Linked DNA regions of Mus musculus: region 2 is linked to region 1. A link is a contact called in public promoter capture Hi-C data. All regions are on one chromosome and are shown on one strand. Each heading gives the region's core, a stretch centred on a gene start, on an enhancer-like site or on the middle of the called end of the contact. The rest is flanking DNA. Distances are from core to core; before and after follow the strand shown. Region 1 holds the start of Arg1 (arginase, liver). Region 2 overlaps Epb41l2 (erythrocyte membrane protein band 4.1 like 2).

Region 1 (3,908 bases), core at 663-3,162:
TTAAGCCCAGCATCTTTCAGGCAGGAAAACAATCTACCCCTGAATGGCATTTTTCTTCTTTTCTTTTTACCTTTGGGGCAGGTTCTGTGTTGACCTTTGAACTAACCCTATAACCCCAGCAGGTGTTGAACCTATAATCCCCCTGCCTCATCCTCTCAAATAGCTGGAATTTGTGGGCCAGCACCAAGAGGCCCAAAGAAAGAGAAAGTTTAAATTAAATAGAAGAAAATGTAGAGGTATTGACAGGTGGTGGTATCACACACCTTTAATCCCAGCACTCAGGAGGCAGTGACAGATTGCTATCTGTGAGTTCAAGGTTAGCCTGGTCTATAGGGCTAGTTCTAGGGTAGCCAGAGCCACACAAAGAAAACATGTCTCCAAAAAGCAAACAAAAATGTAGAGGTGCACATTTGGGATCTGGGAGCAGGTAAAACTTAAATTCCTAGCTAGCTTCAAATATATAGGAAAATTCTATCTTACATAAATCAATTTTTTAAAAAAATCTATAACCGTATATCAGAAAAACATAGTAAGATGAAAAATATATTTGAAAAGGAGGTATCAAAATGGTCCTGAGGGACTTTGGCTTCTTGATTTATTCATTCAATAAATGCAATACATTTATTCAATCAATAAGTCAATGTTTATTTTGTACTGAACGATTCTATGTACTGATGGTAGAGGGAACAGAATCTTTCTTGAGGTATTAAAATTCTGGGTGCTTTTTGTCCTCACAAGGTTAAAGAAATTTACTTCTGACATGTGGGTTTTCTTTTTAAAATTATAATCATGTAACTTTGTAACTGGGAGAATACTTGGTTGTGTTTCTTCTAAATTAATACTTTTAAAAATATTTCTTTAGTGTTGGGGGTGGCTTTACACAGGGACCGGACCACATCACCCACGTGGAGGTCAGAGATCAACTTGGAGGAGTTGACTCTTTCCTTGCACCAAATGGGTTCTTCGGGTCAAACTCGGGTCATCGGGCTTGGTGTTACCGGCTGGCCTCTCTCATCTGCCCTAGATCTCAGGGGGCCCTGCTGACACTCTGCTGGTGTGTAGATTAGAATCGCGGCAGCTCGGCGGGTGCAGAATGCCCATTGCTCCGTTTCGATTCTTCTGCAACCTGTATGTGACTAGCAACCTCACCAAGCTGCAGTCTCTTCCTGGGCAAAACAGCATAAGAATGATTCTCAGTCTGAAGTTAGTTTAAAGAGGAAACAGGAAGCGAAAGAACATTAACTAGAATAGCACTTGGCACACGACAAAGACAACTCATATTAGCTAGTTTGCTTTCCCTATCTTGGGATATCATGATTCCAAAAATGAGATTTTCCTGGAGACTGTATTTCAAAAATAGAACTGCTTTGGGTTGTCAGGGAAATAAATGATGCCTTCCTGTAAATAATAATAATAATAACAACAACAACAATATAAAACAAAAACCAGCCCCATGCTTTCCTAGACAGTGTAACCTGGTGACACATGAAATGTGTCTCACTTTCCCCAGAACTTGAAGCCTTGACTCAGGATGCTCAACAGGAGGGAAGTAAGAGACACCCCCCCCACCCCCTCACCCCCCCCCCCCACTTGCTGTTTTAGCCTCACCTTGCAAGTCCCCAGTGGACTTAAATCCTGGAAAAGGTGAGCACCCTGCCCTGAGGTGCCCAGGCCGGAAGCCTAGCACTTCACATGAGGTTATGAAATCACACATAATTGTCAATTGTCTGAGGAGAGATTAATGTCATCCAGCTGGCTTTTTCAAAAGGGTGTGAACTGGACGGATGAATAATGCTCAGAGGGAAGAATGGTAGTTCCTCTGATGGGGAGGTTCTGTTGACTCTGTCATTCTTCCATTCGGTGGGCGGAGCCAGTTGTTGGATAAACAGATCCAACCTGATTATAAGGGGGGAAAAAGATGTGCCCTCTGTCTTTTAGGGTTACGGCCGGTGGAGAGGAGCTGGACAGCCCGAGCACATGCAGCAGCAGCAGCCGCTGGAACCCAGAGAGAGCATGAGCTCCAAGCCAAAGTCCTTAGAGATTATCGGAGCGCCTTTCTCAAAAGGACAGGTGAGTTTGGCTTTGAATGACTGGAATTTATTGGGAAGTGTTACATTTTAACACTTGCCAGGCATCGTGGTCTAGCTGCAAGCTGGAAATGTTACATTCTTAACACTTAACAGGCGTTGCCTTGGGGCTACAAGCTTCCCAGCACCATCTGGGCTCCAGGTGCTAGAGCTCAAGTCTCTTCACCACTGTGTGGCATAGTATGCTTGCCGACTTTTGGATCCTGCCAAAGTCCATTTCAAGACAAAGAGTCACTACAAAGCTTGAAGAAAAACCCTCTGGATGTAGATCACCTGTGTCTGGGCTGCAGTTTCTCTCATAGTTACGGTGGCTCTTGGTGCTTTTGATGTTTTCTGAGTATGGAGTGAGAGATTGTAAGAAAACACATTAGTCTGGTTACGTAATTCATGCTTAGAAAAATGTAATGGGTGGTGGTAGGTAGCCTTTAGGCTTGTTTTAATTTGGATAACTTAAATAATAGAGCTTTTGCAAGTTTGCGAAGAATTCATGGTATTTTGAGCTTAATGATTTTGAGTATTAGTTGGGGGGGGGAGATGGGGGGGGAGGTGGGGGGTTTACATCTCTCTTTAAGGAGAACAAATAAAACAATACATCAGGTCTGCACGACTAATGGATCCATAAATCTCTGCCTAGCCCGCCTAAGTGACTCACGCATGTCAGCACTGCCTAAATGCGCTCCTCATTCCCCGTCTGCGTGGATACGCTCAGGCTGCTAATTAGAATGAGATAGCAGGATGCCTTAGGCTCCAACTCTCTGTGTTTAAAAAGGACGGGGGGAATCCAAGCCAAGCAAGGTGGTGTGTGACTCCTGGGTCCTTTTGTTTTACGTGGGGTCTTTCTCTTGGCTTTTAGACTCAGGCAGCCTTTAGCCTTTTAAACTGTGGAACCTAAAGATATAATCTGCCCCCCGCCCCCCCCCACACACACACCCTCTTCACTATACAAATTGTGGAAGGTTGGAGACCCAGACTGTATTTGGTATCAGTAATAGCATTTCACCTTCTATGGAAAAATCTCCACAGAGCTCTCCCAGAACACTAGAATATGGGGGTATTTTGTTGATTCATGATGCCTTTAAAACCACAATATGGCCGGGCGTGGTGGCGCACGCCTTTAATCCTAGCACTCGGGAGGCAGAGGCAGGTGGATCTCTGAGTTCGAGGCCAGCCTGGTCTACAAAGTGAGTTCCAGGATACCCAGGGCTATACAGAGAAACCCTGTCTCGAAAAACCAAAACAAACAAACAAACAAAAAATCACAATATGGGTCTGGATAAGTGGCTCAGTGGTTAAGAGCACTTGCTCCTCTTTGAGAAGACAAGGGTTCAGTTCCCATCCCCCACACCAGACGGCTCACAGTTGCCCATAGCTCAAGTTCCAGAGAACTCAGCACCATGTTCTGCCTCCATGAGCCACCCCCACATGCACACACACATAATGAAGCAAACATTTAAAAAAAAATCCATAATATGCTTACCTGTTCTTTTGTTTTAAAATTTTTACTTTTCTTCTTAAGTGTGTGTGTGTGTGTTTATGTCTTCAAGATTCATATACATTCAGGCACTGGGCCATCTCACCAGCCCTTCATTTATCCTTGAAATGGTTTATAAAACAGACTTGAAAATGATGACAACAACAACAACAATTAAAAAAAAAAAAAGAGGGAGGGAACCCAGGAGGACAGCAGGAAGGAAACAGACTTTGGCCTCTGGGCATCAGCAGAGGCCACCATCATGGTCAAAGCCCTTTTAGGAGACTCTGTCTTCAAATGCCATCTGCTGCCCTCTCCCAGTCTCAGGCAAGCTCCTCTGACAGAGATTC
Region 2 (3,908 bases), core at 508-3,007, 590 kb before region 1:
AGAGCCTTCACCTCTCATGGACTACCTACCATGCATGGTACTTGAAGTACACTATCTGCACACTATCAAAAGACAGTGTTAAACCCAACCCAACTACAAATCTGGTTTATAGATGTGTCCTGCCTGTAGGATACAAAGATGTGGTGGTGGCACAAAAGCTGTGGCAGCGACCAGCCTCTATATGATTAGTTGTTTTTTAAGGTCTGTTCCATGAGATGAAATGCAAGCTTAACATTCATTGCTCATGTGGTCAAGAACTTAATACTAGCTGGTAATGGATGCAGGAGGAAACCCAACACTACTGTCCTGCTAAAGGCACACAGCATACAAGACTCCAACACCACTCTGCAATGCTCATAGATTAGTGCCTTGTTCAGCCATCATCTGAGTAGCTTCTCTTGAACAAGATGGCAACTAACACAAAGACCCACAACTGGACAGGATACAGAGTGAGACCTTGGAACAACACCCAGTCCTAAATAGGATGTCTCCATCAAATCCCTCCATACAGAGCTCAGTGAACTCTGTAGAAGTTAGAATGAAAGATTTAAGACCCAGTAGGGAAGACACCAAAGAAACAAGTCTTCTAGACACCGCAGGACCGACATATCATGCATGGGGACTACACAGGTCTAAGCCAGATAGGGTCCCAGTACTGAGAGAAAGGGGACACAAGCCCCACCCCTAACCCAGAAGCTAGCTCTAAATTATAACTGCTTTCAAAGGAAAAAAAAATGTTTTCTCCAATGAAGTCTTGCTGTGTATATAAACCACACTTAAGGGCACATACTCTTCCCAGTAGTAGATGGACAACACACAAAAAAATTTCAATGATATTTTGCAAGGTTTTATTTTTATTTGGTTGTTTGTTTTTTAAATGGTTTCCTACTTTTGTTTGTATAGGTTTTCTGTATATGCAAACGTATGTCTTTGCATTGCTTGTATGGGTTGCTGTATATGCAAAGGTATGTCTTTGCGTCTGTGTGTTCCTTGTGCTTTTTCTTTTGCTCGTTTTTGTTTGTTTTGTATTATTCTGGTTCATTTGTTTTTATTTTATTTTTTTAATGATTGTTTTCGAATGAGAGAAACAAAGGGTAGAGATTTGAGTGGGTGAGATAGTGAAAAGAGCTGGGAGAAGCTTTCGGAGGGAATTCATAATCAAAATATATTATATAAAAAATCTATTTTCAATTAAAAGAAAAAAGACATACATCTAGGTGCTCACAGTCTGCACTGAATTTCCTGAAAAGATAAGCAGCCGCCCAAAGTGGGTCCAGGGACCAAACACAGTTCTTTTAGAAGTACAGCCACTGACCCATTTTTCCAGCCCCGTTTTTCTTCTTTGTAAGAAGCTGATGGATAACATTTGGAGCAATAGCAGTTTCCCCACCTCATCTTCTGTACTGGCTGATTTCATGTCAACCTGACAGAAGCTGTGCTCATCAGAAAGAAGGGAGCCTTAATTGAAAAGATGTTGCCATAAGATGTGGCTGTAATGCATTTTCAAAATTCGTGATTGATGGGGAAGGGCACAGGTCATCGTGGTGGTGCCATCCCTAGGCTGGTGATCCTGGGTTCTATAAAGAAGCAGGCTGGCAAGCCAGTAAGCAGCACCCCCATGGCCTCTGCATCAGCTCCTGCCTCCAGGTTGAGTTCCTGTCCTGACTTCCTTTGATGATGAAGAGTGGTGTGGAGTTTAAGCTGAGTCAGCCCTCCCCTTCCCTGGCTGCTTTTCATCATGCTGTTTCATCACAGCAACACAAACAACTGAGCATTTGCAGGCCCTAGTTTGTCCTCCAACATTGCAGGCAAGAAGTCCCAGGGGTGGAACTGAGGCTGTCCATCTGGAAAATGAGTCCCAGGGACGGAACTGAGGTTGTCTAGCTGGAAGCAAGAGCTTTTACTTGCTGGGCCATCTCACTGCCCTCATTAAATTCTCAAAGGTAGTTTAAAGATAGGTAACTATAATGTAAATACTTTGAGATAGGTTTTTCCAAATTGTCTTCTAAGAAATAAAATATATAGTATGTAACTATGGTTTCTTCTCACAATCTCCAAGCAGTGATTAAAACATACATTTTTACCACATGGGTAAAAAATGTTATACTAGATGTATAATTTTTAATGATTTAAGCAAAAGAATAAGGCCAAAGTTTTTTGTTTGTACTTAAGTTTTCAAATGGTTTACCTGTGTGATCATTAGCCTATTTTTCTCCAGAAGTGTTTACATTTTCTTCATAAATTATTAGATTTCCCAGTTTGTTGAGAATATTAGTCCTTTTCTGCTGGTTATATTAAACACCACTTATCACTATTTTCCCCTTTGGTTCAGCTAAAATCTTAAACTTTTAGGCAATACTAGCTTTATGCTCTCTCTATAGCTCACTGTTTGATACATAATGTTTAACATATAGATTTTAAAGACTATAAATCTAGCAGAAAGGTGCCAGCATCGCCCCCAGCAGTCACTGTGACTACTAACTACCAAGTGCACTAGCACACTTGATGGGAGAAGGAGCGTAAGTGCCCACTGCTGGCAGCTTCTTTAGAAGGCCATTGGCACTAGACAGCCAGCCAGAGGTTTGTGCTCGAAGAGAACAACAATGTGGAGAAACTCATCCGGTGAAGACACTGATGGAGAACTGCACAAACAGGGACACAGGGCAGCCAGGCAAGGCTGCGGATGGCCAGGCTCACTTACCTTATTCTTCTCCTTCCTCCGCCAACTCTGTTTCTTTGTGCACTACCACCCTTGTGACCGACATATCAGGGTGCTGCTCTCTCGCTTCCCGTATGGCCTGAGCCAGCGCCTACCAGGGTCAGAAGAACAAGCAACTATGAGCTGAGTATTTGGCTCCACACAAAGATGGCAGAATACACGCAACTTCATCAACCAGACACAAGCTCCAGCAATCTGTTCTTGTGCCTTCCTTTACAGTAACAGGGCTGTTTGAATTGGGGTCGTGGCAAAGAATACCTGCTGTTCTGCACTTCCTGTCCTTCCTGTGCACCTCAGCAGGGTGATGCATGGAGGAGAGCTCGCTGGCTTTGAAGCCCGTTCTCACCTGGAACTGGGTGCACTCACTGTACTATACTGAGTTTTGGCTTGCACGCACATTAGGAGAACATAAGTTTTCTCTGAGCCTTATATAACTTTTACCTGGAAGTGCAGACTAAGGCAATAAAGAATATTTTGAGGTTTGCTGTATGAACGTAAATGATGTCAACCAAAAGTGTAGTGCCTTATATGAACATTCAAGTATAGCCACCATACAGACAGCTGGGAACTCCAAGACATGGGAGCAGGCCTCCTAGTCTTTGCTATCTAATTTTAAACATTAACAGAAAAAAACACCTATAAACCTATAGGAGACAGAAAAAAGAACAGCAATAACAATAGAAGCCATCACTAAGACAAAGAGCAGATGGACCTTGCAGGCCCTTTTCTGCAGCTGAAGACTCAAACAGGCAGCCACCATCAGCAGCAAGTGAAGAGCATCCAGTGTCAAAAGCACGGCTTCATGGTCTCTTCCACCGACAAGGTAGGGATTAAAAATACCTCTGTCTCATCAGAGAGCAAACTATGTAACATGGAAAGACCCTATTTTTGAGAGACATATCTTTCTTAATTATTGCCAATTTTATTTGTAAAGAAGGTTTGGAGGAAAAATAAAGAAAACAAAACCATACAAGAACAAAGTCTTGGAAAGAATTCTAAATGGGAGGAAAAATCCTTTAAGGTACAGGTCTTCTCACTGTTTAAGGAAACCAGGTAGTTGGAAACAGCAAAACGCAGCGCAGTGTTTCTTTTCCCCGGGGGCCTGTCTGTGGAGACAAATGCATTGCCGGATCACAGTACAGCTTCTCTCTGATGCAAGGCTATGGAGCACACCTTGAAGCTTTGCTCA

The links. Promoter capture Hi-C pulls out the DNA fragments that hold promoters and counts their contacts.
Region 2: a promoter capture Hi-C map of liver shows a contact between it and region 1, with 3 times the contacts expected there. The contact joins the enhancer-like site here to the promoter of Arg1 in region 1. A contact is called at or near these places in 14 of 39 promoter capture datasets (the 3T3-L1 cell line, the C10 cell line, the HPC-7 cell line and 7 more), 1 of 115 datasets of contacts at active chromatin or transcription factors (hepatocytes) and 3 of 9 other capture datasets (adipose tissue, embryonic stem cells and macrophages).

The regions. Positions count from the first base shown.
Region 1 is chr10:24,925,474-24,929,381 of GRCm38.p6, reverse strand. Arg1 (arginase, liver) reads left to right here and starts at 1,912. Exons shown (of 8, transcript NM_007482.3): 1 at 1,912-2,070. The coding sequence starts at 2,014. It overlaps Gm40616 (a long non-coding RNA gene), which reads right to left. Exons shown (of 4, transcript XR_001779741.2): 2 at 3,565-3,908; 3 at 1,609-2,420.
Region 2 is chr10:25,511,875-25,515,782 of GRCm38.p6, reverse strand. Epb41l2 (erythrocyte membrane protein band 4.1 like 2) reads right to left here. Exons shown (of 20, transcript NM_001199265.1): 19 at 2,702-2,810. The coding sequence ends at 2,703. Among named protein-coding and RNA genes, the nearest start is that of Smlr1, 22 kb to the left of the region's middle. Within about 2 kb of position 1,757, at least 3 of the 459 cell types and tissues checked have an H3K27ac peak or open chromatin away from gene starts, as enhancers often do. A contact at or near this core is called in hepatocytes and liver, where this site is marked.